2 separate regions of the Sus scrofa genome follow, and region 1 is linked to region 2. A link is a contact called in public HiChIP or PLAC-seq data. All regions are on one chromosome and are shown on one strand. The core of a region is the stretch at or near the end of the contact, and the rest is flanking DNA. Distances in the headings are between cores, read along the strand shown.

Region 1 (3,977 bases), core at 728-3,227, 150 kb after region 2:
AAATTACGGATGAGGAGTTCCCGTCGTGGCGCAGTGGTTAACGAATCCGACTAGGAACCATGAGGTTGTGGGTTCGGTCCCTGCCCTTGCTCAGTGGGTTGACGATCAGGTGTTGCCGTGAGCTATGGTGTAGGTTGCAGACGCGGCTCGGATCCCACGTTGCTGTGGCTCTAGCGTAGGCCGGTGGCTACAGCTCCGATTCTACCCCTAGCCTGGGAACCTCCATATGCCGCGGGAGCGGCCCAAGAAATAGCAAAAAGACAAAAAAATAAATAAATAAATTACGGATGAGCCGTTATTTTCAGTAGAGACTTTTTATAGCACAAGATACATTTGTGATTCTGCATGTATTAGTTTTGTTGATCCCTAGCACTGGGTCATCAGCTTGTTGAAGGGGAAAAAAACCCAAAACTTGTCTGTTTTAATCAACAGTTCTGCCTAAGCACACTGGCGTAGGGAATATGATCTCCTTTGTGTGGAAAACACCCAGGCTGTTGAAGAGTGACCACTGGAAAAAAAAAAAAAAAAAGGAAACAACCAAAACCTCCCACCTCCTCAGTTTTATTGAAAAATAATGGAAATACTTCACTGAATAAATTTAAGGGGTGTGCCGTGATGCTTTTACATATATTGTAAAATGATTGCCACAACAGGTTCAGCTAACATGTCATTTCATACAAATACAGTAAAAAGGAAAGAAGAAAAAGTTTCCTCCTTGTGATGAGAACTCTTAGGATTGACTTTTTTGCCTTAAAAGTTTTTTTTTAATTGAAGGATTTACTCTTTTAACAACTTTCCTTTTTATCATGCAGCAGGGTTATAGTCATATTGTATATTACACCCCTAGTACTTATTGACCATTCTTAATACACTTGGCGAAGTGGGTTTTGATTTGAGCCAGTTTAGTTGTATGAATGGTTTTATAAGAGTTCATAATTATTTTTTTTGCCTCAAATGTTCTCTAACGGTAATGAGGTGCTCCCAGCTTCATTTACTCCACAGGCATAGGCAGGTTTTATGAAGTACACAGAGAAGCTCTTTAAAGTCATGAGTCATCAAACTGACCTTTGAACAAAAAAAAAAAAAAACAAAACCAAGCTACGTCTTATTTAGATTGAGGGATCTTTTCATCCGATTCCTCAGTAGTTTATATTCTTGCTTGCGGCAGACTTCTTCCCTTGAACAGTCTTGACCTAGAGGCACAGAGTTTTCGCTCCGTGTAGCATAGCAGCTCTGTTTTGGAGGGGACTAAGGAGGCAGTTGTAGTTAGTTTGGATTTTGATATTTGACATTGCTACCAGTGCTACACAACCTTGACAGGTAAATGATCTTAGGAGTGCATTCTTACTTTCTTCATGGACTTTGCTGTACCTGCTCTCATTTGTTATTTGTATTATTGTCGTCCATGAAATCAGTAGTGCCTTTTGGAGATTGATTTGAAGAGTATATATCTTTCATCAGACATACAACTTTTGGGGATATAGAAGCATTATTTTTCAAAAAGCTTCTTTTGAATTTAAGGTTATTTAGGCTAGGATGGAATTATAATCACTGAAGAGTAATAAGCTGTGAGGTCAGAAAAAGAAAAAAGGCACTGGAAGCAGCAAGGACTGAGCACAGACTAACGTGTAGTCTAGATGGTGACCCATCCAGGAAGTCTCATGAGTCAGGCCAGCCATGTCGTGTTGCTAGACTTAGAGATCATCTGCTCCCACCTCTTTGCTTTTAGGGAAGGGAATCCAGCTAAGATATGCTTTTCCCTTGGTATATCTTATTCTCTCTTTCTACCTTCAATACCTTTTCTTTCTAAAATTAATTTGAAGTGTTTTATCAGCTTCACATTTCCACATTGTTAGTTTTTGAGATGTTACTGTTGCAGGGTAGCTTCTTTATGTTTTTGATATTGGTGGGCAGGGCCAGCTTGAGTACTGTAGGAGGAAGTGTCTTGTTCAAGGTTTGTTTTTTTGTTTTTAACTGCGCAGGCACTCCATATTAGGAATATCTGTCTTGTAGTTGACCCATGGTGACTATTGCATGTATCATGCACTGCTTGATTAGTGCTACTTCCTATAGCATCTTTGCTATTCTCAGCCATTGAATTACCATGTGGCTAATGATATCAGCTCTTAAGTTTTATTTCATTTATTTTTTTATTTTATAATGATTTTTATTTTTTCCATTATAGCTGGTTTACAGTGTGCTGTCAGTTTTCTCCTGTATAGCAAGGTGACCCAGTCACACATACATACATACATTCTTTTTTCTCACATTATCATGCTCCATCATAAGTGACTAGATATAGTTCCCAGTGCTATATAGCAAGATCTCATTGCTTATCCATTCCAAAGGCAGTAGTTTGAGCTCTTAAGTTTTAACATTTCTTTTTTTTTTTTTTTGTCTTTTGTTGTTGTTGTTGTTGTTGTTGTTATTGTTGCTATTTCTTGGGCCGCTCCCGCGGCATATGGAGGTTCCCAGGCTAGGGGTTGAATCGGAGCTGTAGCCACCGGCCTACGCCAGAGCCACAGCAACGCAGGATCCGAGCCTCGTCTGCCACCTACACCACAGCTCACGGCAACACCAGATCGTTAACCCACTGAGCAAGGGCAGGGACCGAACCCACAGCCTCATGGTTCCTAGTCGGATTCGTTAACCACTGCGCCACGACGGGAACTCCAACATTTCTTAAAGTATCTTCTCTGAGTCAGAAAGAATGGATTAGGGGAGAATAGGGCACAGGCTGTGATCATCTCTCCTTTATATCTTCTTTGCTTATTAATTAAAGTTATATCAGATTTTATTTCTGTGCACACACCCTTCTAACTCTGACCGCTTATCTTAGTCCAGAGCTTTATTGCTTACCTCAAGGGGTCTAAACACTCTCTCTCCTCTTTTTTTTCTTTACTGCTCATATTTTCATTATGTGCCAACAGACATTCTTAAGTATAAATAATACTTTTGATATAGAGACATTTATATCTATCAAAGAAAAATGAAACCACGAACTCGAAATAAAGAGAGACCATGAAAAAGAACCAGCACTGTGTGCTTTTACGTAGTCCTTTGAAGGTACTTGGATAACCTCTTCAGAATCTTCTAAAAGGTACCTACTTATTCTCTGATTATACCTGGGTATCTTAAGACACAGACTTCTATGGAGATAGTTTGATCCTATTTTCATGGCCTCACGTTAGCTACTACCTGCCACTCATGTCACTATTTCACTGGGAGAATGTTTTGAATTCTAGTCAACTATTTGTAAGTTGAGGATAGCCTGAATAGTTCTGGCTCATTTATTTGTCTGAATCTTTAAAATCTGTTGCCGTATGTGATATTTGTAACTACTTGCTTTTCAAACGGGAGCAGAAAATTGGTGTTGCTGAACATCTTTGTTCTTGGTATCGTGTGCCTCAGAGGGATCACCTTTATTCCCTACACCAGTTGCTTACTTTGTATTGCTTTTCATTCTCATAATAAACATAAGAAGTTGTGACATGTAATTATCCCTGGTTTTTACTATACTTCAAATAAATTTACAGATGACAAGCTTTTTGTAGGAGATAAATGTTTACCTTTTAGTGAAATGGGGATTCACTTCTCAAGTTTGATTCTAACAAAGCCCCACTGTCTTTTTATTGTATTATAGTAAATCATATGAAGTGTTCAAACTCCTGAGTTTGATTTTGATCTTAAAGCCACCGTATTTTTTGGTATGGGAATATCAAAGTGAAAAATGACATGTTAGAAAGAAGCAAAACTTCTACAAGGTTTTTAGGTGTGTCATCCCTTTCCTTGCCCCTGCACCTTCTCTGTATTTTGCAAATATCGTAGAGTTGGTCAGAAGTATAGCTAATGGGGAGTTCCCTCATCGCACAGCAGGTTAAGGATCCCGGGTTGTGACTGCAGCGTCTTGGTCGCTGCTGTGTGGCGGGTTCAGTCCCTGGCCCGGGGAACTTGTCCATGCTGCGGGTGTGCCCCCC
Region 2 (4,266 bases), core at 201-2,700:
ACACCCACGGCACACAGTGTTTCCCAGGCTAGGGGTTTAATTGGGCTGTAGCTGCCGGCCTGCACCACAGCCATAGCAACTTGGGATCCGAGCCATGTCTGCGACCCACACTACAACTCACAGCAATGCTGGATCCTTAACCCACTGAGCAAGGCCAGGGATCAAACCTGCAACCTCATCTCATGGTTCCTAGTCGGATTTGCTGACTACTGAGCCACCATGGGAACTCCCAAAAGATTACTGTTAAAGAAAGCCAGATGGCTCAAGTTAATGAATTTAGCGCTTTTCTTTGTATGGGAAGATGCAAGAGTCTGGGCCCAGGAAATCATTCCTTTGATATGCACCTGACCTATCCAGGGCCACTCTCCTGCTTTTTTCCATCTTGAATCCCCTCAGGGTGCACCCTTGGGAGTGGCGCAGTGGCTGCTGGCTTAATGGCCTCAACATCCTTTGTTTACTGATATAGCAGGTGACATTTTTCATTTACAATTTCATATATCTATTAAAGAGGTATTATTATTATTTTGGCCGAGTCCAAGGCACGTGGAAGTTCCCAGGCCAGGGACTGAATCTGAACCACAGTGGTGACCCGAGCCACAGTAGTGACAACACTGAATCTTTAACCCGCTGAACCATCAGGGAATTTTGAGATATTATTTTGCCCACTTACTGATGAGGACTCTCAGGCGCAGAGAAGTTAAGTAACTTCCTCAAAGTCACACAGCTGGTTACAGGCAGAGCTTTTGTTGCCTCCATGACTGCATTTGATTTCCAGGAGCTATAGATCCAACTTGGAGCACATTCCTTCAATTGAATACATTTATTACAACAAGAAGGAAAGATCTCTCTTTTTCTCTGCCAATTCTCCTTCCTTCCTCCCAGGATATAGTAGGTGCTCAAAAAATAATTGAACATAAAACATTGGATAGTCAGGAGTTCCCATTGTGGCGCAGTGAAAACAAATGTGACGAGGAACCACGTGGTTACAGGTTGGATCCCTGGCCTCACTCAGTGGGTTAAGTGGGTTAATGAGCTGTGGTGTAGGCTGCAGAGGCCGCTTGGATCCTGCGTTGCTGTGGCTGCGGTGTAGGCCAGCAGCTGTGGCTCTGATTCTACCCCTAGCCTGGGAACCTCTCCCTATGCCCAGAGTGCAGCCCTAAAAAACAAAAAACAAACAAACAAAAAACTGGATGGTCTTTGTCTAAAAGCTGGTCAACCAGGTTCAATCTAGGAACATGTATAAATGCTGCAAATATATCCATGTGTCGTGATTCATTGTATCTTTAAAGAAAAATATAATTATAGATTTGTGATGTTTTTAAGCATCACAACTGGAAACTGAAACTGGAAACTCTTGTAACTAGTAAGTACTTCCTTCAGCTTCTGATCCTTGAAGTGTTCCACTCCCCACCCCATGGAGGGTATGCAAAAAGCAGGGGAGTTGCTCAGCAGTTCAGCTGCTTTCGGGCCAGGCTCTGTGGAAGGAATGCAGTGAGAATTGGAATGGACATCTTCCTACTCAGAAACCCTGACTCGGGTTTTGTATTGGTTTGTTTGTGCTTTACCCCTGGCAGGCAGGCTCTGATCAGATTGAACTTCCTGTGGAATAATTCACAGAACAGTTATTTATGGCTTTGTAATCTTCCTGATCTGAAATAGCAACTTGGGGTAAAGGAAGAGTGTTGAGGAAGTGGAGCATAGAAAAAAAAAAAAAAAAAAAAAAAAAAGGAAGAAGAGGAAAGAAATAGAAGGTCAGGATGATAACCAGCCTAGATGTCCTGTACAGGGAGAACTTGTCTGAAGTCATGGGCCTAGTGGTATAATGTATTTGTGTCTCATATGTTAAAATCTGGAGTTTCCAGAATTCCCTGGTGGCCTAGTGGCTTAAGGGTCCAGTGTTGTCATTACTGCGGCTCAGGTCTCTGCTCTGCTGTGGCCGAGGCTCAATCCCTGTCCCCCCACATGCCACAGATGTGGCAAAAAAAGAAAAAAAAGAAACTTAGAGTGGTTTGGAGCCACATCACTTGAGTCCAGATCCTACTTCTGCCTCTTCCTAGTTGGAAACCCTTGTGCCTCAGTTAATCTTTAAAGGTTTAGCTAATTTTATTTTATTTTATTCTATCTGTCTGTCTGTCTGTCTACTATCTATCTATCTATCTATCTATCTATCTATCTATCTATCTATCTATCTATCTACCTATCTATCATCTTTTTAGGGCTGCACCTGAGGCATACGGAGGTTCCCAGGCTACGGGTCGAATCAGAGCTACCGCTGCTGGCCTCCACCACAGCCAGAGCAACTCAGGATCCGAGCCACATCTGCAACCTACACCACAGCTCATGGCAACGCCGGATTCCTAACCCACTGAGCGAGCCAAGGATCCAACCTGCATCCTCTGGATCCTAGTCAGATTCGTTTCTGCTGAGCCACGATGGGAACTCAGGTTAGCGAAATTAGTACGTGCAAAAGACTTAGAAAAGTGCCTGGCTCTTAGTAAACATTCCTAAATATTTCACAATAATAGTATGATTATAATAAATAATAATGTTAGCTCTTACTGTTTTAGAAGGAAACGTCTTTCCCTCACAGTTCGATTCAGTTTGTGGAATAATTGGTTCAGTCCTTTCTGGGTGTCCAAACTTAGGCTTGGAATCAAATCTGCTGGAGCTGCCATTTTAATTTTATTTGAGTTGTGTGTTGGGCTAGGAAAGAAAGTAGACTTGGGGACTCAAAGCTTCTAATGGTCAGAGGAGCCTATGGTATCTAAATAGCGACGAGTCTGATAAATATGGTTCATTTGCAGTGTAAAACATGAGAAGCTTCCAAATCTGACCGGGTTGCACAGTGTCCCTCAAAAATTCATATCCAGGGAGTTCCCGCTTTGGTTCAGCAGGTTAAGAACCTGACTGGTACCTATGAAGATGTGGGTTTGATCCCTGGCCTCACTCAGTGGGTTAGGGATCTGGTGTTGCCGTGAGCTGTGGTTTTGTTCGAAGCTATGGCTTGGATCCGATTCTTGGCCCGGGAACTTCCATATGTTGCCGAAGTGGCCAAAAAAGAAAAAGAAAAAAGAAAAAGAAATCATATCCACCCAGAACCTGTGAATGTGACCTTATTTGGAAATAGGGTCTATTGTAAGTGTCATCAAGTTAAAAGGAGGTCACACTAGATTAGGATGGGCCTTAAATCCAGTGTGACTGTATATGACAGTGTGTTTTATAGGAAGGGAGAAATTTGGACATAAAGGCTAGACACACATGCGAAGACAGTGGCAAAAATTGGAATGATGCGGAGTTCCCTTATGGCTCAGTGGGTTAAGGGTCCATTCCCTGGCCTGGGAATTTCCGCATGGTGTGGATGCAGTCAAAAAAAAAAAAAAAAAAAAAGATCTATGAGCCAAGGAATAAGGATTGCCAGCAGCACCAACCAGAAGCTAGAAGCAGCAAGGAAGGATTCTTCCCTAGGGTCTGTGAAGGAAGTACAGCCCTGCCCACACCTTAATTTTGGTCTTCTAGACTTCAAAACTGTGCAAGAATACATGCCTGTTGTTTAAAGCCACTAAGTTTGTGGTAATTTGTCTTTGCGGTCCTAGGAAACTCACGCTCACAATGAGAGAAATGAAAATGAAAATTACACTGACTTGCCATTTTTAACCTGCCAGTTTGATAAAGATCAAAAAGTCTGATAACATGCTAAGTTGGCAAGTGCATTGGGAAATTTATTGCTTTCATTTATTGCTTGTGGGAGCATATGTAAGTGGATGCAATCTCTTTGGAGGTAATTTGACAATTTCTATCAAAATTACAAATGCACGTGCCTTTTGACCCAGTAATTCCACTTCTAGGATGTATGCTACATGTGAGAAATGCGTGCATGGAAAATCACGCAAAGGCAGGTTGTGCACTGCAGGGTTATTCGTAATCACACAAGGTTGGAAATACACTAAGTGTTCGTTGTCAGGTCATGTTTGAACAACTATAGAACATCTACACTCGGAGTCCACAAATTCTGTAAAGGGCTAGGTAGTAAATATTCTAGGCTTTGCACACCAAGAGGTCTCTGGTGCTGCTGAAGCTCAAAAGCAGTCTGACGTAATATATAAAAAAATGAATGTGGCTGTGTTCCAATAAAACTTTATTTATTTGTCTTTTTAGGGCTGCACCTGAAGCATATGGAGGTTCCCAGGCTAGGGATCAAATTGGAGCTGCAGCCGCCGGCCTACACCACAGCCACAGCAACGCAGGATCTGAGCCACATCTGCAACC

The links. HiChIP or PLAC-seq counts read pairs in DNA pulled down with a chosen protein or histone mark.
Region 1: an H3K27ac HiChIP or PLAC-seq map of alveolar macrophages shows a contact between it and region 2. The contact joins two enhancer-like sites. A contact is called at or near these places in 2 of 2 datasets of contacts at active chromatin or transcription factors (alveolar macrophages and skeletal muscle).

What each region holds. Positions count from the first base shown.
Region 1 is chr17:49,623,489-49,627,465 of Sscrofa11.1, forward strand. All of the region lies in intron 2 of NCOA3 (nuclear receptor coactivator 3), which reads left to right. Among named protein-coding and RNA genes, the nearest start is that of NCOA3, 97 kb to the left of the region's middle. Within about 2 kb of position 1,978, at least 18 of the 83 cell types and tissues checked have an H3K27ac peak or open chromatin away from gene starts, as enhancers often do. A contact at or near this core is called in alveolar macrophages, where this site is marked.
Region 2 is chr17:49,475,456-49,479,721 of Sscrofa11.1, forward strand. No RefSeq gene overlaps it. Among named protein-coding and RNA genes, the nearest start is that of NCOA3, 51 kb to the right of the region's middle. Within about 2 kb of position 1,451, at least 24 of the 83 cell types and tissues checked have an H3K27ac peak or open chromatin away from gene starts, as enhancers often do. A contact at or near this core is called in alveolar macrophages, where this site is marked.